Linked DNA regions of Sus scrofa: all the other regions are linked to region 2. The links are chromatin contacts, called in public HiChIP or PLAC-seq maps. All regions are on one chromosome and are shown on one strand. The core of a region is the stretch at or near the end of the contact, and the rest is flanking DNA. Distances in the headings are between cores, read along the strand shown. Region 1 overlaps ATP2B4 (plasma membrane calcium-transporting ATPase 4). Region 2 has its middle 20 kb from the start of BTG2. Region 3 overlaps ATP2B4 (plasma membrane calcium-transporting ATPase 4). Region 4 overlaps ZC3H11A (zinc finger CCCH domain-containing protein 11A). Region 5 overlaps ATP2B4 (plasma membrane calcium-transporting ATPase 4).

What was found. HiChIP or PLAC-seq counts read pairs in DNA pulled down with a chosen protein or histone mark.
Region 1: an H3K27ac HiChIP or PLAC-seq map of skeletal muscle shows a contact between it and region 2, with 3 times the contacts expected there. The contact joins two enhancer-like sites. A contact is called at or near these places in 26 of 47 Hi-C or Micro-C datasets (adipose tissue, alveolar macrophages, blood and 17 more) and 2 of 2 datasets of contacts at active chromatin or transcription factors (alveolar macrophages and skeletal muscle).
Region 3: an H3K27ac HiChIP or PLAC-seq map of skeletal muscle shows a contact between it and region 2. The contact joins two enhancer-like sites. A contact is called at or near these places in 2 of 47 Hi-C or Micro-C datasets (mesenteric adipose tissue and skeletal muscle) and 1 of 2 datasets of contacts at active chromatin or transcription factors (skeletal muscle).
Region 4: an H3K27ac HiChIP or PLAC-seq map of alveolar macrophages shows a contact between it and region 2. The contact joins two enhancer-like sites. A contact is called at or near these places in 1 of 47 Hi-C or Micro-C datasets (embryonic fibroblasts) and 1 of 2 datasets of contacts at active chromatin or transcription factors (alveolar macrophages).
Region 5: a contact with region 2 is called in an H3K27ac HiChIP or PLAC-seq map of skeletal muscle. The contact joins two enhancer-like sites. A contact is called at or near these places in 18 of 47 Hi-C or Micro-C datasets (adipose tissue, alveolar macrophages, blood and 13 more) and 2 of 2 datasets of contacts at active chromatin or transcription factors (alveolar macrophages and skeletal muscle).

Annotation. Positions count from the first base shown.
Region 1 is chr9:64,413,872-64,419,114 of Sscrofa11.1, reverse strand. ATP2B4 (plasma membrane calcium-transporting ATPase 4) reads right to left here. Exons shown (of 21, transcript XM_021063194.1): 12 at 3,819-4,050; 13 at 2,340-2,519; 14 at 1,564-1,651; 15 at 807-913. Among named protein-coding and RNA genes, the nearest start is that of LAX1, 44 kb to the left of the region's middle. Within about 2 kb of position 3,689, at least 1 of the 83 cell types and tissues checked has an H3K27ac peak or open chromatin away from gene starts, as enhancers often do. A contact at or near this core is called in skeletal muscle, where this site is marked.
Region 2 is chr9:64,051,346-64,056,138 of Sscrofa11.1, reverse strand. No RefSeq gene overlaps it. Among named protein-coding and RNA genes, the nearest start is that of BTG2, 20 kb to the right of the region's middle. Within about 2 kb of position 1,783, at least 57 of the 83 cell types and tissues checked have an H3K27ac peak or open chromatin away from gene starts, as enhancers often do. A contact at or near this core is called in adipose tissue, alveolar macrophages, embryonic fibroblasts and 5 more, where this site is marked.
Region 3 is chr9:64,356,972-64,361,555 of Sscrofa11.1, reverse strand. The region is part of intron 1 of ATP2B4 (plasma membrane calcium-transporting ATPase 4); the gene reads right to left. Among named protein-coding and RNA genes, the nearest start is that of ATP2B4, 23 kb to the right of the region's middle. Within about 2 kb of position 2,050, at least 70 of the 83 cell types and tissues checked have an H3K27ac peak or open chromatin away from gene starts, as enhancers often do. A contact at or near this core is called in mesenteric adipose tissue and skeletal muscle, where this site is marked.
Region 4 is chr9:64,533,859-64,538,496 of Sscrofa11.1, reverse strand. It overlaps ZC3H11A (zinc finger CCCH domain-containing protein 11A), which reads right to left. Exons shown (of 19, transcript XM_005656653.2): 6 at 3,323-3,446; 7 at 1,445-1,648; 8 at 1,202-1,318; 9 at 852-932; 10 at 1-8. Among named protein-coding and RNA genes, the nearest start is that of ZC3H11A, 17 kb to the right of the region's middle. Within about 2 kb of position 1,701, at least 16 of the 83 cell types and tissues checked have an H3K27ac peak or open chromatin away from gene starts, as enhancers often do. A contact at or near this core is called in alveolar macrophages, where this site is marked.
Region 5 is chr9:64,394,552-64,399,533 of Sscrofa11.1, reverse strand. All of the region lies in intron 2 of ATP2B4 (plasma membrane calcium-transporting ATPase 4), which reads right to left. Among named protein-coding and RNA genes, the nearest start is that of ATP2B4, 61 kb to the right of the region's middle. Within about 2 kb of position 2,638, at least 34 of the 83 cell types and tissues checked have an H3K27ac peak or open chromatin away from gene starts, as enhancers often do. A contact at or near this core is called in adipose tissue, embryonic fibroblasts, fetal liver and 4 more, where this site is marked.

The sequences.
Region 1 (5,243 bases), core at 2,440-4,939, 360 kb before region 2:
ATATATATATAGGAAAATTACAATCAAAAGCTACTTGAGTTCGAGGATGTTCTTGGCAATCTAGGGGCTTCTAAATGTCCCTAAGCATCAGAATCAACAAATGCACCTGTTCTGAAAACCCAAACATTTCTGGGACCCAGCCCCGATGTTGCTGAATCAAGATAGCCGACTGTGGAACCTTGGAATTACGTGATTTTAAACGAACTATCCAAGTGACTCCAATGCTTCTGGTCTCACCAGTGAAAAAGCAGAGTAATGAATAGTGCTGATGACATTTCCCATGGGGAACATGAATTTTCTGCAGTGGGCCTAGGCAGGTAATATCACCATGTTTGTTCACAGGCAAGTCTCAGTTGGGTTTGCTTTCCTGGGTATGGTATCTTATGACTTCCTTACCTCTCTCTCTATATATATTTTTTTGTTTGTTTTTGATTTTGCTTTTTAGGGCCGTACCTACAGCTTATGGAGGTTCCCAGGCTAGGGGTCGAATGGGAGCTACAGCTGCCAGCCTACACTGCAGCCACCGAGACACTGGATCTTTAACTGAGTGAGGCCAGAGTTTGAACCTGAAACCTCATGGTTCCTAGTTGGATTTGTTTCCAACGCGCTGCAATGGGAACTCCTCCTTGCCTCCACACTTGATGGGTCCCTCATTATGCATATGATTATTGATCAGGTAGGTTAAAGAAAAGAGCACAAGGTGGGATGTGAACATATAGGAAGCAGCAGGCAACCAGATGCCTGTCCTGGCTTCCCGCTGGAGGAGGCAGCCTGCAGTAAGAGAGAGACTACGCTGAGCTGCTTACCATGGCAAAACCAACATCTGCTTTCTTCAGAGCCGGCCCATCATTAGTGCCATCACCAGTGACAGCCACCACCTGTCGCTGTTCCCCGACAGTACTGTCAATGATGCCTGGGAAAAACAGACACACCACAGCGAGTCCACAGGGGCCATCTGAGGCCATTTCCCCATGAGAAGCGCTTTTTTGGTCTTTCTCTCTGATGCTGCCAACACCTCCCTTCCTACTCTCTCTCCTTTTTTTCCCCATGCTGGAGGTTCTGCAGTGTCACCCCATGGCAGTAAATTATTTCACGGGTGGTGCACTAAGCTAAGAAAGCCCGACCTTGTCAGATATCCTGTCCGATGTTCTAAGGCAGCTATGAGCAGTGGAAAAAAGCACTGGATGATTTGAAGGCAGAGACCTGGGGGTTGAATGGTGCCACTTCCACTTATCAGTTGGGCAATTTGGGTATGGCATGTGTTTTCGCAGCCTCAAATTTCCTTCTTTGCAAAATGGGAATAGCTTAACCTGTCCTGCCTAATGCACAGTACTATTGGCAAACAAGATACGGTAATGATGAAAAACAACTTGATTATATATCTTATACTCACCAGGGGCTCAGAGGTTTGCTAAACTGTATATCCTCCCCATGAGCCGGGAGGCTCTCTTAGGACTTTCCTATTCGGGATGGGAGAGTTGCTTTGGCTGATGGTCCTTAAATGCACTTGCCCTGGCCTGCCTTCCTCTACCCCGGGGGAACCTACTCAGGAACCGGCCTCACCTTTCACCAGCGTGTGCTTGTCAGTGGGAGAGGATCGCGCCAGCACCCGGAGCTTAGGCCAGATCTTGTCCAGCTTTTCTTGCTCCACCTGCCAACATCAGAGCACATAGGGGACAGTCTCGCTCAGAATAGCCATGCAGGACAATCTTACTGCACAGATGTAGAGCTTCTGGGAGATCTGCATTCCTCCAGTGGAGATGAAGCAACCAACTCAGTCGCCAAGGCTGGATTCATTGGTGGTGGCCATTCAGGCCCTGCTTGTCTTCCTTTTCCTCCCAATTCCCTACCTGGGAGCCAATTCCCTATTTCTGAGGTGGGCCAGGGTGAGCTGTTGGCTCAGGTGGCTAAAGCAGTGCTTCTGAGGTCTTAGGTTTGATTTTTACACAGAGCAGGAAGCTCTGGCCTGCTCCACACCCAGACCATGACCTCCTACCAACCTGTGCCACTGTCAGTCACAGGACGGTGACACAGGAAGGGTGAGGTAGAGGAAAATCAGGACAAAATCATCCTAGGACTGAAAAAGATGGGAAGATGTGAAAAGTTAGCGGCATTGTCTTAAAAGATAGCTTATGAATGAAGATGACAAGAAGAAAGATCCCCCCCCCACTTTACAGTCTGAGCAGCTTTGGTAAAAGGTATATTTCACTATGAATAGACTTTAGTTTAAAAACCACCCACTTTCTCCCTTGTCTCCCAGATGCCTTACACAAGAACCAGCACCCAAGCCCCCACCCCCTTAGCAAACGTGGCCCTGATTCCTCCCACCCAACACCCACCTCGCCCTTCTCATTACGGATGAGTCGATTGAATTCTTTGCCTTCTAGGCACAGAAAGTCATCCCCAGGTGTTACGATGCCACATTTGGTGGCAATGGCTCGGGCTGTGTTGATGTTGTCCCCTGTCACCATTCTGACAGTAATGCCAGCTCGTTTGCATTTGGCAATAGCTTCCGGTACCTGTGGAGAGTGAGGCAAGAGGAAAGAAGGAGATGGTAAGGCCCGGACAGCTGTGCTTTCATTGTGGACAGGAGAGAGGCACTCTGGAAGTGGAACTGTGGTCATTTTTTTGTTGTTGCATCCATGGCATGCAGAAATTCCCTGCGCAGGGACTGAACCCAAGCCACAGCAATGACAACACTGAATCCTTAACTATGAGGCCACTGGGGAACTCCTAAGTCTGGTCTTTTTTTTTTTTTTTTTTTTTTTTTTTTGTATTTTTGTCTTTTCTAGGGCTGCACCCGAAGCATATGGAGGTTCCCAGGCTAGGGGTCTAATTGGACCTATGCCAGAGCCACAGCAACGCCAGATCTGAGCCATGTCTGTGACCTACACCACAGCTCACAGCAACACCAGATCCTTAACCCACGGAGCGAGGCCAGGGATCGAACCCAAACCCTCATGGTTCCTAGTCAGATTCATTAACCACTGAGCTACGACGGGAACTCCTGGTCATTTTGATATTGCTTGGTGCCACCTTGCTTCTGTCCGGCCCACAACACTCACATTTGAATTCACCTTACTGTGCCATGAATTGAAGGAGAGACTTGCTTCAGGAGCCAGGTGTAAAAGCTTACTCTCCCACTTACAATCTCAGTTTCTTAGCAGGGCATGTCTGGACTTTTGAGATTTTGCCACTGCCTTCCTTGCTAGCAGAGGTTTTTATCCTCTTCCGTCCCCCTACAAGTCCTCCAACCACATCAATTTTTTTAAGTTTCCCAAATGCACAACACCCTCTCATGCCTCTGGGTCTTGACGACCGCTAGTCCACTGGCCTGAACTTCTCAGAAGCAGAGACTTTTTCAATGCCCTAATATTGAGAGGAGTGTCCAGCTTTGTTAGGGGTGCCTGACAAGAATGCACTGACTGAAAGAAGATGGCTAGAAACAAAGCTGGTGTCCCAGTTAATTCTACTCCTGACTATTCTTAAGTACTAAACAATAAGCCCAGTAAAACCTATGCTACTCACTCCTCTGACAAAGTGAAGCAGAGGAATGCCACTTCCTACCAATTCAGTGCTAGAACGCCACAGCAGTTCCGTGAAGCAGGACGCACAGAAACATCTATCCCTGCACATGAGAAGCAGTTAGGTAACTTGCCTAAGTTATTTAGGTCACAGCTGGGAAGACAACAAGTGCCCCAGTTCCCATGACTCCCGGGTGGCTTCTCATGAGGTCATACTGGGCCTGCGCAATGGCTGGGGCCCCTGGAAGACTTCCATTTATGTTTCCTAGCCCCTTTTCCAAGCCAAAGCCTCACCTCTGGGCGCACGGGGTCCTCAATGCCCACCACTGCGATACAGGTCAGCTCAGTGAGGATTTCGCTCTCGTTGTCCCACAGGGGCTCTACGTCATTGAAATCCCGGTAAGCTAAGCAGATGGTCCGAAGTCCCTCACAGGCCATGGGCTCAATGACAGTGCGTACCATCTCATCTCGGTCCTTACTCTTGAATGGCACTGCTTCCCCTTTCTTGTCCAGGATTCGATTACACCTGGGGAGGCACACAGTCAGAAAGCAGCAGCCCCCTTCCCACTCGGCACACCTCCACAGTCACTAACAGACATTCTGGCCACTCTGCACAGCTCCTAAAGACATTCTTCGGTGCCATAAATCTCTATCCATCACCCAAAGCTGAGTCCCTTTTCCAAGGTGGGGTGGCGGGTAGGTAATAAGGTTAGGGGGGTAAAGCATGTGATTTTTCCTTTTTTTCTTTTTCTTTTTGTCTTTTCTAGGGCCGCACCTGAGGCATATGGAGGTTCCCAGGCTAGGGGTCTAATCGGAGCTATAGCTGCTGACCTACACCGCAGCCACTGCAACACGGGATCATTAACCCCCTGAGCAAGGCCAGGGATTGAACCTGCAACCTCATGGTTCCTAGTCGGATCCGTTAACCACTGAGCCATGACGGGAACTCCTGGTAGAGCATGTGATTTTTCCATGACATCTGTCCCTACCCCTATGTGAATGAAATACCAAGAGTCAATTGTGGATCACCTGCTCGTTTGAGCTTCTCTAAGTAGAGAGACTTTCTCCATCCCCAGGATCTAGAGTGCTCCATGTGAAGGGTGTTCTCCACAAGAATGTGTGGACTGAAAGGAGGTGGCTAAAGCCAAGCTAAGGCCCTGGTTTTCAGCTACTGTCCCTATATCCATGTATGTCAACTTTGAGTGACCCATGGATAGTCTAGCCACTTTGATTAAGTTCTGCAACTTCTTGTGATCAGAATTGAGAATGGGAGTACCCGTTGTGGCTGAGCGGGTTAAGAACCCAATTAGTATCCATGAAGATGCAGGTTTGATCCCTGGCCTTACTCAGGGGTTAAGGATCAGGCATTGCTGTGAGCTGTGGTGTAGGCTGCAGATGTGGCTTGGATCCAGCATGGCTGTGGCTTTGGCATAGGCTGGTAGCCTCAGCTCCAACTCGACCCCTGGCCTGGGAACTTCCATATGCTGCGAGTGCAGCCTTAAAAAGACAAAAAAAAAAAAATCGTTGAGAATGAAAGGAAAAGGGAACATAGAACTAACATGTCTTTCTTTCTCTCTTTCTTTCTTTCTCTCTCTCTCTCTCTTTTTCTTTCTTTCTTTCCTGTCTTTTTAGGGCCATACCCACGGCATACGGAGGTTCCTAGGCTAGGGGTCCAATCAGAGCTGCAGCCTCTGGCCTACGCCAGAGCCACAGCAATGT
Region 2 (4,793 bases), core at 534-3,033:
AGCAGCTACAGCTACGATTCGACCCCTAGCCTGGGAACCTCCATATGCCACGTGTGCAGCCCTAAAAATACAAAACAAAACAAAATGAAAAATCCTATTAAAACTGGATTATTGTAAATTCTCAGAGGGTGCTGTTCTAAAATTTTTAAGAGAGAGGATTTTTGAAGAAAAATCTTTGAGGAAAAAAGGAATCCTATCCTTCCAATTGATCTCTCTCAGTAAAATCTATGGGCTAGAAGCAGTACCCACACGAAGGCTGGAGGCTAAGTTTTTTTTTTTTTTTTTTTTAATTTTATTGGAGTATAGTTGATTTACAATGTTGTGTTAGTTTCAGGTGTACAGTAAAGTGAATCAGTTGTACATACTATATATCCATTCTTTTTTGGATTCTTTTCCCATAGAAGGAAGTACTATTTATTTATTTATTTACTTATATACCATGGGGAAGTTACCAGACAGGGGTGGAACCTGCACCACAGCAGTGACCCAAGCCACAGAAGTGACAATGCCAAATCCTTAGCCACTAAGCCACCAGGGAACTCCTGAGGCTATGTAAATTTTTATCTTAAATTGGTTTACTTATAATAATTTTTAATGTCCCTAGAATCTAGTTGCTATCCCTAGCACCTAAACCCAAAACGGAGGGCTGAGATTAAATGTGGGAAAGGGATAGTGATTCCTTTATGATTAATAGCTAAAATAATATCATTTATTAGGCATTCTGTGCCAGGCATTTTGTCATAATAATGCTAGGAGGTGGAGGCTATTATCATTAGCATTTTTCATAGGTAGAAACTGACATTCAGGAAGCTTAAGTATCTGCTCAAGGTCTTATAGCCAGAAAGTGGCAGAGGTAGAATGGTACCCTATTCATCTTCTCTAGAGTCCTAATGTTGATACTACTATGGATTTTTTTTTTTGAATCTGTATGTTTTTTTGTGTGTGCATTGAGGTGGGGGACCAAGGTTATTCAAAATACTTTCTTTTACATAGCTCACAATCTATGCCCTTCGAAATGCATACTAAGTCCAGGAAGCTGGTGCTAATTGGTCCAGCGTAATAAAACTTGATTTGGTTTTGGAGAGTGGGTGACACGGCCACAGGAGGGCGTGAGCACACACAGATATATAGGAAGAAAATGAAGAGGGCCAAATAACGAACTTAGGAACATAATTGTTCAAACTCAGAACCTCTGGAATTGCTCAAGAACGACTGCACCAACCCTGCAATCAGACTGTGAGGGGAGCCACAGAAATAGGGGAAAGACTTAAGTTTTAGGGACCCGAAATAACTGGCAGCAGGGGGCAGTCGAGAGGGTCTCCCAGCACAGTGGCCGCTGTGCCTCAGCCCCTCCCGCGCCTGCTCCTCCCATTGGAAAGGCCAGCTTATCCCCGGCCAGGGGAGGGGAGCACCTCCGCTAGGAAACCACCTAGCACCGCCCCCACGCCCCGCCCCGCCCCCTTAAACTCCTCTCTGCCAAATCTCGAGCTGCAGAGAGGGCTTTGATTGGCCCACGCTGCACCGCCAGCCAGCCAATCAGCAGCTTGTTGCTGAGGTTGGGTTTCCCAGAGGGGGGAGGAGGCTAAAGCTTCTGCCCCAAACCTGTTGCCAAACTGGGAAAACAGACTCGCGATCGTGTTTGGTTGCTTGCAGCTCTGTAGGGATTGAGGGACGGGGGCTCCTCCCCTCAGCCCACATCCGGGAGAGAGGGAGCCAGACACCTGCCTGCCCTCACTCCCGCAGCCGCCCCGGGGCCCCACCCTGGCTGGGTACGTCTGAGTCCCGGCAGCCCACGCCGAACCGCCTCGGTTGAAAAGTGACGCCGTTGCCCGTCAGATGTTTTGAGGATGGGAAAACTGCCTTGCTGGAAGGTGCAAAAAAAAAAAAAAAAGCCCACCTCACACGTAGAGACCGACCAGACTGAGAAGTGAAGACAGGCTAATAGAGGTGCTGAATTGCAGTGTGTGCGTCACAAGTGACCAAGTGACCACCTCATAGCGCGTGACCGTGTGGCCTGGGAGGGGCTAATGAGAGTGAGGGGAGCCCCAGGATGCAGAAGAGTCAAATCTCAGGTCCTCTAACCATTTGAATTGGTCATCTCATCAGTAAAACAGTTTGCGCCCAAACTGCCACAAAGCTTTGGTCTGGACCAGAGGGTCGTCAGGGCCTGAGGACCTGGAGCTGTTGGCAGCTCAGCATAGTGAAGGTGGAAGAGGGGTGCAGGTAGCACAGGAGGGGTACCTGAACAGGACCACGATTTACGAACAGCAAAGACCACATTTCCAACCATGACTCATTACAAGTGGGGGAAAGGGTAGGCAAATCTACACCCTTGCCAAATTCCCCTTTGGCTTCTAACGCATTTCCCAAATTTCCTGTTTCTCTCAGTTTCCATTGTGTAGCCTCCTAATCTGGTAATGGTAATGACAGTAATATTTAATAACATTATTGTGTGCTTACTGAGAGCCATTCTTCTAAGTGCTTCACGTGTATCGATTAATCCCCTCAACAATACTGAGAGGGAAAATTTTTTTGGGGGGGGCACACCTGTGGCATATGGAAGTTCCCAGGCTAGGGATGGCATCAGAGCTGAAGTTGCTGGCCACAGCCACAGCCACAGATTGCCAGATCCGATCCGCATCTGCAACCTACACCATACCTCCTGGCAATGCCGCAATCCTTAACCCACTGAAGGGGGTCGGGGATCGAACCTGTGGCCTCATAGATACTAGCTGGGTTTGTTACCATTGCGCCCCAAGGGGCACTCTGCTAACAACTTTTTATCCTCATCTTAAAGATGAGAAAACTGAGGCATTGAGAAGTTAAATCACATCCCTGTGGTCACAGAGCTAGTACATGGCAGAGCTGAATTCAGATTGAACCTAGGTAGTATGTTTCTACCTAGGGACCCTCTCTGACCTTGGTCTTCAAGATGTAGCTTCCCGGCAATACTGTCAGAGAAAAAGTCTATACTGGGTGGCCTTTGGAAGCAGCATGTGCCCGCAAGGGCAGGACCTCCAATTAATTGCTTTCTCTGTATTTCCACAGACTCACGTATGTCTCACCTTGAAAAGTGAAACTAGATAAAATGGTCAGTTTTATTTTATAGGAGTTTTACCAAAGAAAGAAAGAAAGAAGCCAGAGAAAATCTTCCTATCCTTCTGCCCGGTTCAGGTCACCGTTGACCCACTCTGGAGCATTCCTAAGTGGCAGAAGAGAGATGAGGAGGAGATCCCCTATACTTAACAGTTTTGTCATGTGTTTCCAAAAAGGATCTGTCTTAGGGCAGATAGGAATTTTGAAGTTGGGGAGTGGCGGGGGCAGGAGTACAGGAAAGAGAGATCCTGCCCCTAGTTGGTGGCGGGAAAGTCTATCTGCAGGGCCTGCTTGGGTCTGAGGGCCAGCTCTATTTCACTTCCCATCCCCCATTCTCTTACTATCTGAGCCCTGACCTCTAGCTCAGTCCTCCCTGCTTCTCTCACCCACCCTGCACCCGGTTCCCAGCAACCTGGGCACACCATCTGCCTATCCTCCCCCTTCCCCAGGGTTTTAGCTCCTTTTATGGAGACCTTTAAATAATTAAATGCCCCAAAGCCTCCCACACACTGATCCCAGCCCCTGACCTGGGGTTTTATTCAAAGATCAGGAGCTGGGCTGGAGGGCTGCCAACCCCACTGCCTTTATTCAGTTCCTTTTTTTTCCCCCTGCTCAGCTGCTGGGTGGCTAATGGGCCTTTCCTCCGGCTTTGGCCCCTCCGCCTGCCTGGCCTAGTATACAGAAACCAAACAAAAAGAAAAATAGCTATAAGGGACTGATGGGGGTGGGGAGGGAGGAAGACACCAGACTCACCTCAAACTGGGAAAAGGATGGGGACAGAGGATGGATAGAGAGGACCAGAGCAGCTTTTCCTGCTCCTCAGCCCTGCAGAGGAGCCAGGGCCACTCCCTCTAACCCTGGGGAGCTGTTTGGCCAAAGTGGGAGGTGCAGGGGGTGTGAAATGGGGAGAGGGCTGGTGATTGTCAATCACTTGGGTGTTTTGGGACTTGGGCAGCTTCCTCATGCAAATTACCCTAGTGAATCACTGAAAGTTTGGTCCAGACACAAAGAAGCTGCTTCTCTCACCCGCTGCCTCCCTCCAACTGCCCTACAGCAGCCCCCTACCCCAGCCAACCAAACAAAAGGCCTGAGCCCAGCGGTGCGTGAAGGAGTGAATGGGAGAGACCATCCCTGGTGACGTCCAACCAGACAGATGGCAACAGTTGCCCCATACCAGTTGCAAGCCTCCTTTCATCCGTCTGCCAGTCATAAAGGAGAATGGCCTCCATCCCTCCAGAGCCCATCAGCTCCTTAAAGCCAGCCCAAAGACTGAATGGGGTTTGGTGGCAGGGGGACTGCCAGGGAGCTGGTGGTGAGAGAGAAACTGACGCTGAATGTTTGACTGGAAAAGAAAAGGGTTGTTCAAAGTGCTGCGGCTGGGGCCAGCCTGCCCATCTGTCCTCCTTTGGGGAGGCTCTGCCCCTATGCTCCTCCTCGGCTTCTGGCCAGCTCTGTACAGGGCCAGAGCCCCTGGGAAGGGAGACCTTGATTTGAGGCAGCAGTGCTGTGTTGTGGTAGCTTGAAGCTTTGTGCTTTGAAGGCTTTTGTTCTGTAGAAATCCCTTGACTGAGCATTGCTTTGCCTCTTAAAAAATAGGGTTAAATGGAAAAATCCAAGACCTTAGATTAGTAGGCGATTAGTAGGATCTGGGCACTCTGCCATTAAATGATAAAGTTTGGGTTGTTCTAGAATGGGAT
Region 3 (4,584 bases), core at 801-3,300, 310 kb before region 2:
ATTTATCTCTGATGATTTGTAGTTTCATTATTGTATGTCTAATGGCGAATTTTATTTATCTCCCTTGGAATTCATTAGGCCTCACAAATATAATGATTATACTTTATCAATTCCTGGCTACTGCTTTTTTAAACACTGTTGTACTCCTTTTCTATTATCTCCTTCTGGAGCATTAATTAACTGTATTTTTTTAGTCTCTTCCCAAGGTGGGCAAACTACATAACCTGGGCCAAATCTGGCCTGCTGCCTGTTTTTGTAAATACAGTTTTATGGGCACACAGACATATCCATTCATTTATATATGGTTTGTGGCTGCTTTCATGTTCTAACATCAGAGTCAAGTAGTTATGACAAAGACCATCTGGGCCACAAAGCCTGCAATATTTACTATCTGGCCCTTTATAGAAAATTTGTCCATCTCTGCTCTACTTTCTATGCCTCAATAACTTTTTCCATCTTTACCTCCTCCACCTTCCGTTGTCTATATAGATTCCTCAGAAATATCTTACAACTCCTGATTTTATCTTTAGCTATAAACTATTATTTTAACCTAATCATGAAAATTTTAATTCCCTTTATTTTTTTTCTTTTTTCATTTTTAGAATTTCTCTTTGGATATCTTCTTGGTCAGTCGAGTTTCCTGTCCCTGCACCATTCTTTCAATACCCTCCTATTTCTTTTAATATATTAAATATATTTAAAATTTTTCTATATCCAATTGACTCCAATGTCTGCAATTTTTGAATCTCATCTGTGAAGTATTATTTCTGCTGTTCAACTTCATTGGTAATCAGAGAAATGCAAATCAAGACCACTACAAGATACTATTTATAGCATTCAGTTGGCAAAAGTTTTAAAGTCTGATGATACCAGGTACTTGAGAGGACATGGACCAACAGCATCTCATACACTTTGCTGGTAGGGGCAAAACCATTAAAAACATATCAAGAAACAATCTGTAATTATTTTGTAAAACTGAATATTCCCATACCAAGATCTAGCAATTCGCTTCTGAGATCTACACCTAAGAGAGACTTGCACAGGAAACATGAATAGGAAAGTTTGTGGCAGTACTGTTCATTATGGCGAAAAGGGGTGATAGCTTCACTAATAGAATATAACAGTGAAAATGAATGAACTACAGCTATACTCAACAGGGACAAATCTTAGTGTTATAATATTGAAAGAAAACAAGCAAGTCTAGAAGACTGTACACAGTATAAATTTTTAATAATTTAATAAAGACTATAAAGTAAGATTAAATAATATATTTGTTTAGGCATACATATGTTTATCAAAACAGTCGTAACCAGATAGTGGTTGGGTTGGGTGAAGAGGTGGGGGATAGGATAGAAAAGGCTTAGAGATGAATGCAAAATACGGTAGATCTCATTTTTTGATTGGGTGGTGAGTTCAGGAGTCTTGAACAGGTTATTAAAATACATAAATAAGCTATATAAATTAGCAGCAAAAGAGAGGTTTCTTCATAAACCAGTGAAGAAAATGTACCATGAACTATCCTTTTTTTGTGCACCTGAGAAATCAAAGCAAGAAAAAGAGAGTGCTAGGGATGAAAGAAGAGAAAAATAGGTTTCTACTATTTCTGCCAGCAACATTTTTTCAATTCTCATGATCAAAGACAGTCATGGAACTACCAAAAGTTAGCAAGACTCTCTTTTAGATGAGAACTTCTGTTGTCAATTTCATGGTCTAAAATTGTCATGTTACAACCTAGTCAATACGTGCATTTGACCATATTAAATGCTAATATATCAAATACCTTAGAGGGTCTGATCTGGGGGGTGAGAGGGCGGGGAGAAGTGAAAGTAAAGGGAAGCAGGGCAGGGGGGTTGATCTGCATTGTTCTTCTGGAGACCAGAGAGCCAGAAGGCAGGAGGGGCACAGAAGGAAGGTGGGAGGGAGAAGATGCTGGGATGAGTCCCAGGCTTTGGGTGGGGAGAAGCATTTCATTTCACCATGGAGGGAGGCTCTCAGCAAATGGGGCACGGGCCCAAGCGCCAGTCTCCTTTTGGATCCAAAGTAAAACAGGTCGAGGAGAACCCCAACCCCTTCCCGCTGAGACTTCCTGGATCCACTCGTTGCCACCAACCGCGCCCTGACAGGGAGCTCCAGGCAGTGGGCTCAGGAGGCGGGCGACCAGCTGCCCAGCCCCCTCCCAATGCCGCGCGGGCCTCTGCTCGGTGAGCAGGCGGGCGGAGCCCGGGGGTGGCAGCTGGGCCGCGCACCGTGGCCTCCCCTTCCGCTCGCCTGGCTGCCCGGCTCCGCACCCTCGCCCTCGCCCCGGGCCGGCCGGGTTCCGACGTGTCGGCACAGCTCGGCTCCCAGCGCGTCCCAGTCCCGGCCCCGGCCGGGAAGAGCTGGGGCGGCAAAAGCCTTGGCCTTTCTAAGTCTGGCTCCGCACGAAAGCCTGGGAGAAGGCGGGCGGCTCCACCCCACAGCCCGCGATTGCTCAGAATGGGCAGTGACTCACCGCGCCGGCAGGCCCGGCAGTCCCCAGTCCTCCCCCAGGACCCTCGTCCTCCCCGCGCCACACCCCGGGAAGGAATCTCCACCCTTCAGCCTTGGGAGGCCTCGGGAGCCCTTCCAGCTGTCACCCCGCCCTTCACCTGCCCTCCCTACACACTCCGAGAGCTCATCTCTGTGGCTGCAACTCACAGCCGGCCGCTCCACACAGGTTTCCTCGTAGAGCGCTGTCCTGAGTCTCCACCGATGGGCGGATGGGCGCAGGGCCGAGCTAGCTCCCTACTGTGCCCAGCGCGCCCACTTCACGAATGCGGATTATCAGTGGATGCATGATGTCGGAGGCATGGCAAAAACTGGGGTGATTCTGAGAGGATAGCATGAAAGACCCCTCACAGAAGGTCGTGGCAAATCTGAGAGGCTTTGGCACAGGACATTACAGTATAAACAGAGCCAACCATGTCATTAGTCCTCACTCAGCAGCACTGGGATGAGGGAGAAGTAAATTGGAGGGCACCCCATCGACCTGAGCTCTGGAGTAGAGAGTGTGACCTGGTCAGGGTACAAGTGGAGACCATGTGGATTCCTGCGACTTAATTTTTCTGGTGTGTAAAATTAAGGGGGTTGAATTACTGCCCCTACCATTCTGACAGAATAGGATTGATTCTAGGACTTTTTAGTCTGATCAAACACCGGCTCATCTCAACATCTTCAGGAACACCTCTGAGCTGTAACAGCGTCCTTGCGCACAAGTATAGTGCTTTTAACTTCTCTGAACACTTCCATTTAGATTCCACATCCTCCCCCTAGACTATCTGTTAACAATCCTCATGGTTAGAAACACATAACCGATGAGGAAACAGGTTCAGAGGTTAAGGGTCTTGCTCAAGGTCATGCTGCTATAGCCAGTAGCACAGTCAAGAGCAGAAAACTCAGTTAAAAGGCTCATTTTAATGCTGCGAGAGCCCCAACCCTTTCACCCACTTTGAGAAAGTCACTCACTTTCTGGGACTCACCCTCCATCTACAGCATGGTGAGAACTCACCCTACCCAAGAAAGAGGGCTCAGATTTTAGATGAGCTGGAGAAAGGGCCTTCCAAACCTCAGAGGAGTCAGGAAGAAGGGCTTTGTAAGTCATAATCTATATATTTATGGAGTTCCCATTGTGGCTCAGTGGTGAACGAACCCGACTAGTAACCATGAGGTTTCGGGTTCAATCCCTGGCCTCGATCAGTGGGTTAAGGATCCAGGCGTTGCCGTGAGCTGTGGTGTAGGTCGCAGGCACAACTCAGATCTAGCGTTGCTGTGGCTGTGGCTGTGGCCAGCAGCTGTAGCTCCAATTCGACCCCTAGCCTGGGAACCTCCATATGCCGTGGGTGTGGTCCTAGAAAAGACCAAAAAAAAAAAAGAAGAAAACCAACCAACCAAAAATATTAAAAAAAATTAATAATCTATATTTGTAGGTGTTCTGTGTTGTACAAAGTACTTTCACATCCATTATGCCCTGTAAGGTACTCAGAATTATATTACCTGATATTTTAAGGAGAATGAAAGGTTGAATGAAGTTCAGCAGTTGAGTGACATGTGCAACAATAACACCCAGTCTGTGATCTTCCTGTGTTATGGCAGGAGATTCTGGAGTAACTAGGATAATAATGAAGATTCCTCTGTCTTCATAATGGAAACCAAAGCATCTCCCTTCATTTTTCTCACCTATCTCCCTAAGACAGCCTAGGAGGGAGAAAGATACAGGGGTGGAAACTCCCTAGGGAAGAAGCAGGTATAAGGGTGAACCCTGCCTGTGGTCCAAGGGACAGAGTAGTGGAAGGCTTCCTCAGAGTCACACAGGTGATACCAGCTCATGGATGAGCCCAAGACTTCATGTCCCAGCCCTTGAGCCTGCATTCAATATGTGCCAACATTCTTTGGATAAGCCTATATCTGTCATGGAGGTCACCAAAACTCTGTCACTCTCGGATTTATAAGTGCTGGTTGGTGCAGCCTCTAAGAGGCTGGCATCTCAGGGTCATTCCAAAGCATCCCAACTGAAGAGGAGTGTTGAGTTGCCTACCAAAAGCACAGGAACACTCTCCATCATATACA
Region 4 (4,638 bases), core at 452-2,951, 480 kb before region 2:
AGAACCTTCTGAATAAATCAAGTCAAAGAAGAGTAAGTAATTTATGGAAAGTAAAGCTTTCACAAATCAAGAAATTTCGTCTCTGTGACCAGATAAGTCCAATACGGACCACTGGACTACAAAAGCCAATCCGTCTTCATTTTGTCTGCCTACAGGGAAATGGGGCAGGGGAAGGGGAGATAATCTTATTTCTTACCTGCCCTTGGCACAAAGTGAATATAAAACATGAAACTGTTTTGACTGACTTAGGCATTCAATCTACTTTTATATACTAATAAGGCTAACATTATTCTAAAGGTAACCTCAGAAGCACAAGAGCTACATTAGGCGTATCAATTCAATCTTCTCTATCTATAATTAATCATCTGGAAAACACAACTCCAAGGTTCCTAAAGAACAAGCTTCAGCAAGAAGGTACTTAGACCCAATCATCTGATTATCTCTAAAATACTACATTTTACACTTTATCTGTAACTTTTAAGGTCAGAAATACAGATTAAGCTAAGGCAAGCACCAGAAGAAAAGCCTAGCTGTTCTTAAGGAAGAGCTCACCTACCATAAAATAAACTTTTCTATTTTTAATAACAGTTTATATGCTGTTCTTTAGAGTTATTTCTCAAAATAAGTTCTTTCAGTTTATTCTAAATGTCTAGAATATTTAGGGACTGAAACACAGCTGTAATGAATTAAAAAAGCAACCATCATTAAAATAAATCCGAGTTTAATTTATAAACTACAAAAATCAAAAACTGTTTGCTCATTTTGGTTGGTGCCAAGTGTCCTTATTATCAGAAGTATCCTTGTTCTCTAACAACATTCAACCCTCCAGGTCAAAACTCCTGATAACTCACCACCTTGCTTCTTGGATTTCTCCTTCATTTTCTTTGATTTAATTTCCTCAAGAGTTTTTATTCCGAAATTCAAACATTCACCTAGAAATGCAAACAGCAACTGTGTGAGGAACTAGCACCATTTCACCTTTGCATTTTATCTGTACATGGCTGGCATGCAAATGTTTTCTGAATGAATAAGAGAAAGTATGTGTAAGTAGGTGTGTGAGTATAATGGGAGCAGGGAAGAGGAAGGGGGTGGTAATTATGAACTAAAGTTCAGAGGTATTTAAAAAACAGGTATTTACACACATTCAACAGCACTGTAGGATTTATGAGCAGGAACTAGCATCAATATAGCCATTTCTTACCTTGTTTTAAATTGACCCCAGGTTTTCGAGCAGAAGCCACTCGTAATCCGTTATGAACTTCAGGAGTTGGCTGCAGGGTAGGTGTTTTGGTTTCATCACCTTCCTCAGAAAACTGATCTACATTATCAAAATTTAAGGCAAATTTTCAATTAAGAATAGGCCTAGATCTTCAAGTTGAATTCTGTCTAAATCAGTAAGTTACCCTGATCATTTACTTCCTTTAAAGAAAGAACTAAAACTTACCATCATCATCTTCATCATCATCTGCAGCATTGATTACCACTGGCGGATGTGTAGGGCTAGGAACATTTTCTGAACTTTCTACTTTCATAACACTTCGCAGCTGAGGAGAGGGATTAGACTGGACAGACAATTTGTTCTGTTGAACTGTGAGCTGGCTAGCTTTCACTTCCTCTTCTGGTGACTCAGGCACAGTGGGCAACACAGCTACACATACAAAGACAGTCATAAATTAAAAGTAGAAGACACAGGAGTTCCCTTCATGGCTCAGTGGCTAACAAACCCAGCTGGGATCCATGAGGAGGCAGGTCTGACCTCTGGCCTCACTCAGTGGGTTAAGGATCCAGCTTTGTCGTGAGCTGTGGTGTAGGGGGCAGACATGACTTGGATCCCCTGTTGCTGTGGGTGTGGTATCGGCTAGCGGTTGTAGCTCCGATCTGACCCCTAGCCTGGGAACTTCCATGTGCTGTGGCTATGGCTGTGAAAAAGCAAACAAAACAAAACAAAAAAACAGTAGAACATACAAGAAGATACAGTCCCAATTCATCAAAAATCCCTGACCACCTATGATAGGTTTGGGGATTTTCCTTAGGAGCATTGTCTTTTTATTTTAATTTGTATCTTTTAATTAAAAATTTACTTTCAAATTTCCACATTTTCCCAATTAGGTTCTAAACTTCCAGGGAGCTTTGAAAATGTGGCTTTCCTGGCTAACAACCATTCACTATATGTAAACACATACAAAGTCGGCATTCAATATAGAGAATAAACAGGAAGCTAGATGCATAGTAACTATTCACAAATTCTAAACATTTAATATTGAAATTCTAGGCTTTCTGATCAAGAAGAGCTTTTAAAAGAGATAGTAGGTAATACTTTTTTTTTTTTTTGCTTTTTAGGGCCACACCTATGGCATATGGAGGTTCCCAGATTAGGGATGGAATCAGAGCTATAGCTGCTGAACTACACCACAGCCACAGCAATACAGGATTTGAGCCTCATCTGCAACCTACACCACAGCTCACAGCAATGCCAGATCCTTAACCCACTGAGAGAGGCCAGGGATGGAACCTGCTTTCGTGGATTCTAGTCAGATTTGTTAACTGCTGAGCCATGGCGGGAACTCTGCTAACACTTTTGAACCAAACCAAAAAGGTTTTGTGAACCTACTTTTTTTTCTTAATGATAGATGAAAATATACAACTATGGAATTTTAATCATAAAGCAAACACAGCTTTTAAACGACCCATCGTTCCACTAGGAAATTACTTCAAAAGGAACTTTAGAAATAAATACGAGCTTCTGGTAGAAAGTGAGTTATGTTTTAGATTACACCGCAGGGAAGGGCTAGTAAATATTTTTTTGTAAAAAAGTATATAGTAAATATTTTAGGCCTTGTAGAACTCTGTCTCAACTACTCAACTTTGCAATAGTAGCAGAAAATCTGACCATAGAAAATACATAAACAAATGGGCATGGCTTCATTACAACAAAACTTTATTTCATAGAACAAGTGGAAGATCAGATTTGCCAAACCCTGGCCTGGAGAATCAAAAAAAAAAAAAAAAATTTTTTTTAAATCTGTATGGGTCTGACAAGAAAACAGGAAATGAGGTATGCTGTTGTAATCTAAACTGTCTTGCCAAGAAACACTTGTGAGACAGCATGACTTTTGGCAACAAAGTTTTAACTGTGACTCTCCTATTTGTTGGCTTATGATTGTGTACAAGACATTTAACCTTAATAAAGTTCAATTCCCTTATCTGTGAAGTGGAAATAATGCTACTGTCTCACAAGACTAAAAGAAGGCTACATCTATGAAGTATTTTGTACTGTGTGCATACTAAGTGTTATTAAAATTCAATTAAAAACTAATCTCACTTTTGCTTGGAGGTAGGAAAAGGCCATCGACGTAACGCCCTCTGTTGTGATGGAAAGCACAGTTTAGCTTCTGACATCCCATCGGCTGATTTTCCCAATAACAAGGAATCTCACTGCGTTTTTTCTGTAAGAGGAAAAACACACTGTTTTCAAATTTAAAAAAACACTTTTTCTGGACAAAGTTCATATAGAATTGAAAAACCTGTGGCATGAGATGATTCTGAGTAGTAGGAAGCAAGATGCTTAAAGTGACATCCTCTTGCATGACGCAGAGATTAAAGGAGCAGGGTTTGCTATTCTTTCTTTTTTTTTGTCTTTTCTAGGGCCGAACCCAAGGCACATGGAGGTTCCCAGGCTAGGGGTCTAATCAGAGCTGTAGCCACCGGCCCACACCGGTCACAGAAACTCGGGATCCGAGCTACATCTGCAACCTACACCACAACTCACGGCATCGCCGGATCCTTATCCCACTGAGCAAGACCAGGGATCAAACCTGCAACCTGTTTGTTCCTAGTTGGATTCCTTAACCACTGAGCCACGATGGGAACTCCTTTTCTTTCATCTTTGCCCTCATCCATGAACCCCTAAATGCCTACACTTAATTTAGAAAAGCAGGGCAATATAATAGTTAAGATTATAGAATCAAAGATAACAGGGTTTTAATCTCTATCATGCTAATTAGTGGCCATGTGATGTTAGACAAATGATTTAATGCCTCCTGGCCTCACTTCCTCAGCTAAAATGGGAGTAACAATAGCTATTTAATTTGTTTCTTAAGAAAAGTAAATGAAATGCATATGAAGCACTGAGCAAATAGATGAGACTCAGTAAACTGCAGTTATGATTTGAAGCTGAGAGTTCAAGAGTTAAGGAAGAAAATCCTTCCCATTTGTGACTTCTCAAAGGCTTAACACATGATAGTATCTCTGTCCTTCCCAAGCTCTTAAAAAGGGGAACAAGAAAAACAAGAATACCTGCACATCTAGAATGATCTGCTAGATGACAAGATATAATCCAAAAGAAATACATACATTAGTTCTAATTACACATTAGATGTGTTAAAGAATGTTCAAAGCAACACTACTTACAACAGCTCCACAACAGAAACCACCCAAATGTACATGAACACATTTAAAATGGATAAATACACTCTAGTATATTGACGTGATACAATACTATCTAGTAATGAGAAGGAATAAATACCAAAAGTTACAGAGTAATTGTTTCTTTTTTTTTTTTTTTTTTTTTTGCTATTTCTTGGGCTGCTGCCGTGGCATATGAAGGTTCCCAGGCTAGTGGTCGAATCGGAGCTGTAG
Region 5 (4,982 bases), core at 1,389-3,888, 340 kb before region 2:
AACCAAGACATCAGATAATGGAGATGATCGCAAGGGACATCCTAACAGCCAAAACGACGACAACATCATCCAGCTAAAAGCACCCCATCTGAGGCAGTCCTGACTTTCTCTTTCCACTGCTACCATCCTGGCTAAGCCATGGTCATCTCTTGCCTGAATTACTGGCAGCTATCTTCCACCCTTGCTTTCCTGTTCTTGGTCTCTTTCTGGAATGATCTCGCCCCCCCCCCCTTTTTTTGTTGCTTTTGAGGGCTGCACCAGCAGCATATGGAGGTTCCCAGGCTAGGGGTCTAATCGGAGCTATAGCTGCCTGCCTACACAACAGCCACAGCAACATCAGATCCAAGCCACATCTGCGACCTACACCACAGCTCACAGCAACACCAGATCCTTAACCCACTGAGCGAGGCCAGGGATCAAACCTGCAACCTCATGGTTCCTAGTCAGATTCGTTTCTGCTGCGCCACGATGGGAACTCCCAGAATGATCTCTTTCAAGCCAAGCCATGACACTCCTCTACTCAGAATCCTCTGGTGGCTTTTACTTGGAGTGAAACTGGGTCCGGGAGACCTCATGATGGCCTACAAGGCCCTTTATGAGCCCCCAGTCCCCCACCCCTTAACTCATACCATTTTCCCCTTGTTCACTGGGATCCCAGCAAGCGAGCCTTCTTGCCAGTCTCTCTCACACACTAGACACACTTCTATTTCAGGGGCCCTGCCACGTGGTTTCTTTTCTCAGATTCCTCCTCACTAGGCAGGGCTCATGGCTCTCCCCTCCTTCAGATCTTTGTACAAATGCCACCTTCCTAGTGAGGCCCACCCTGACCATCGGATTCAAGGCGGACTTCTCTGCTCTGGCACATTCGATCCCCTTATCCTGCTCAACTGTTTCCCTCCACGGGTCTTCTTCCCTAATAGATTATATGATCCATTTATCCTACGTTTGCCTGTCCCCCTCCACCAGGGCAGGATTTTTGTCTTTGTTCCTGAAGTCTAGAGCAGTGCCTGTCCCACAGTACACATACAAATTTGTTGAATGAACTGAACGAATAAGCAATAAATAAGATGGTTACCACTTATGCTATTATAAGTGTGCCAGACGCTCCACCAGGCATCTTACTGAAACACTGCAAAGTCCTGTGTGGGAGCTGCTACTAACCCCATTTCACAGCTAAGCAAACCAAGGCCTGGAGAGGTTTTGTAACTACTCAAGGAAGTATGTGGCACAGTCTATACTGCTCCACAGGAAGCAGCTGGATGTCAGCTTCCACGCAGAGGGGGCTGGGGATGTGGAGGCAGCTGCACTCAGCCAGGGCTTCATTCTAGTGTGCCAACTTGTCTTGCTTTGCCTGGGACTCTCCAGATTTTAGCACTGAAGCTCCTGCCTCCTGGGACACCCCCTCCATCCCAAGCGACCAGGGATGGTTGGTCACCCTTCTTTATTCATCTCAGGGCAGGTCCACATGCCACTTTTCTTGGCACCTCTTAGGCAAATCATCCTGTTCCCACTCTTTATTTACAATTGGGGTGAATTAGTTCTGTCTTTCTCCTGTCCTCAGGGATGGTGACACCAGGTCTATCAGCATCCAACTTACGAATTTTGTATTCAATGAAAGGTTCAGGAGTTCCCATGATGGCTCAGCGGAAACGAATCTGACTAGCATCCATGAGGACACAGGTTCGGTTCCTGGCCTCACTCAGTGGGTTAAGGATCCGGCATTGCCATGAGCTGTGGTGTAGTTCTCAGACATGGCTCGCATCTGGCGTTGCTGTGCCTGTGGCATAGGCTTGCAGCTTCAGCTCTGATTCGACCCTTAGCCTGGGAACCTCCATCTGCTGCAGGTAAAGCCTTAAAAAGATAAAAAATAAAATAAAATAAAAAAAAATGAAAAAATAAAAAGTTTCCTTACTGGCCTTTTTTGGACTCAAGCCAATGAAACAAGATACATTATGGGGAAAAAAAAAAAGGCTCTCAACTAGATGCCCTCTAAGTCACACATTTACTTCCTTTTTGCCATTTTCTCTCCTCTTTCTGCTCCACCTTAAGTCATGCTAAGCTCTTACAACAGCTACCTTAAGAAGGCAAGTGGCTGCCCCAAGTTCCCAGCCTGCCTTGCGGCAGGGAGGCACAGTTTGGGGCTGTTGGCATGGTGGCCTTGGGAATCCTCTCTGACATGTGGCATGGCACAGGAAAGCCATGTGGGACTGGGAGCTCGGCCAATCCCCAATTTTGGGCTTTCCATTCCAACTTTTCCTGCCCCTGAGAGGCTTTCAGGCCTTGATCTCAGCAGTTGTGATTTCACATAAATACTTGTCCTGCCCAGGAGGGGGTTTTGGTCCCTCGTCTCTGCAGTTGCTTTACAATACCCAGCTTCCTGAAGAGGGGAAGGGAGACTTGGCAGAGAGAGAATGCTGGAAATATGGGAAAAGGATTTTCCCTAGAAATACATCAAGAAAATGAGAGGAGACTTTATCCCCAAGAACATAAGCAAGAAAGCCCCACCCAAACTGGGAGGATTTCTGGCCCTAAGAGCCAGACTGAACACATGAGCTGGGAGAGGTGACAAGAATGTCAGGCTGTGAAGTCATCACCCCCACCCCACGCTGGGGAGTCACACAGCCCCTGCCCCGGCTGGCTGGAGATGGAAGAGGCAGCAATGGAAAATCTGTGTCTGCAGTAAGCCTGTGCAGGGACCCAGGGCTTAGGAGGAAAGGCCCTCAGTGGCCTGGGTCCAGCAGGGAAGGGCCAGGGCCAGCTTCCCTAGGAGGCCAAGGACTGGCGCCAGAGGCACCCCTTATCAGAGCCAGCCTGGGCCCAGAAAGGGTGGAGCTAGGTTAGACATTATGAGGGACTTCCCAGCTGTGTGAGTTATGATACCTTGCCAAAGGAACAGCAGAATCTTCTCCCACACAGATAGCACAAGGGAGAGGTTTGAAGGCACTCCTATTGGTACACGAGAAGAACAGACAGGAGAATCCATCTCAAGTCCTATCTTAAAAACCCCGGGTTAGGGGCAAAGGGGAAGAGTGGCTTAAGATCAACCCAGGGACGGATGGACTTCCGCCAGCTCCTGCTGCTAACCCACTGCACTCCTTGGGGATGCGGACAGCTTTCCTACTTCTAACTGAATACACTCATAGCTTTCTACCTGCTGGCTTTCCAGCCCCTAGAGAAAACGCAGTCACCTGAAGGTCACAGCCAGAGGATGACAGACATAGAAAAGAACACCCTTCCTCACTCTCAGTCCCAAAGCCCTGCCGAGGTGGGCAGCCTCCTGAGGGAATGTGTCTGTTTATCTGCTGCACGCCTTTTTTTTTTTTTTTTTTTTTTTGTCTTTTGTCTCTTTAGGACCGTACTTGTGGCATATGGAGGTTCCCAGGCTAGGGGTCGAATCGGAGCTGTAGCCACCGGCCTGCACCACAGTCACAGCAATGCCAGATCTGAGCCGCATCTGTGGCCTACACCACAGCTGATGGCAACACCGGATCCTTAACCCACTGAGCGAGGCCAGGGATCGAACCCGCAACCTCATGGTTCCTAGTCGGATTCATTTCCGCTGTGCCACGATAGGAACTCCTATCTGGTGAATGCCTTTTTTTGAACACTCCGACTCTGGCAGAGAGAAGAGAAAGCTCCCCAAAGTGCCTTCCTCACCCTCTGCTCGGCCACCTTCTCCCATGCTGCATGCACACGCTCCCCGCCAGTGTCACACTCCCCAGTGCTCACACCTCGGAGCTAAATAAAAAGAGCGAAAGCCCCACTTCCACGGCAGGCAGGAGCAACATCTGCCTCAGCCGAGGGGGGAATGCTCCCACCCCAAGCTGACGGGTCAACGCAACAAGAAGAAGGTTGAAAGCAAAACAAAATTCATGAGAATTTCTGCTGAGCTGCCAAAAGAAGACAGCCCCCAAGGTTCCGGGCTTGGTGGAAGGGGAGAAAGCAGGAAGGGGTCTTGGGCTCAGATGGCCTGCCTTCAGATTCTCCAGCCCTGGTGTGGCAGCATTTTGCCAGCTAAGCCAGAAGCCTAGCTCTAGGCAAGGAGGACCTGGATAGGAAATTCGCAGAGCCCGGGGTTGGCCTGGGAAAGAGAAGGCCTGTAGCTGTCATACACGTTTGGCCTAATTCAGCCCTAAGCATATAACTCGAACTAGACAGGGCACTCCCAGGATGCAGGGTGGAATTCTGTGCAGGCGGAGGAGGGACCATTAAAGAGCAGTTTCACTCTCCTGTCTTTCTCAATCATCTACCAACCGCCCGCTGTTGATGTTGCTTCCCTCAGGTTTTGTGAAAACCTTTCCCACCCCTCTGCCAAGTACTATTCCTTTTTTGCTTTTGCTTTTTTTTTTCTTAAGGGCCGCACCTGCAGCATATGGAAGTTCCCAGGCTAGGGGTCAAATTGGAGCTATAGCTGCCAGCCTATGCCACAGCCATAGCAACTCGGGATCTGAGTCGGTCTGCGACCTGCACCACAGCTCACGGCAATGCTGGATCCTTAACCCACTGAGCAAGGCCAGGGATCGAACCTGCATCCTCATGGATACTAGCCTGGTTCGTTAACCACTGAGCCACGAAGGGAACTCCTATTTCTTTTATGAAGGTACTGGGCTTGCCTCAACTACTCACGCCACCATCGCTGTCACTGTGTGGCTGCTCTAGCTGGTCTGCCTACTCCACCCCTTCCCCTCCTTCAAGATACTCTTTTGGCATGAGTCTCTCACACTTTAAACTAGTGCCAATGTGTAGAACATGCTACCGATCTCAAAAGGCAACAGGGACTCAGCTTACCCTTAGGATCTTAAGAAGGCAGGAGATACTAACCTAAATCCTGCAGTTAATGAACCCAAATCAAAATTTGGGTTGTCTTTTTTTTTAGAGCTGAACCAGTGGCATAAGGAGGTTCCCAGGCTAGGGGTTGAATCAGAGCTATAGCTGCCGACCTACACCACAGCCACAGCCACAACCACACCAGATCCGAGCTG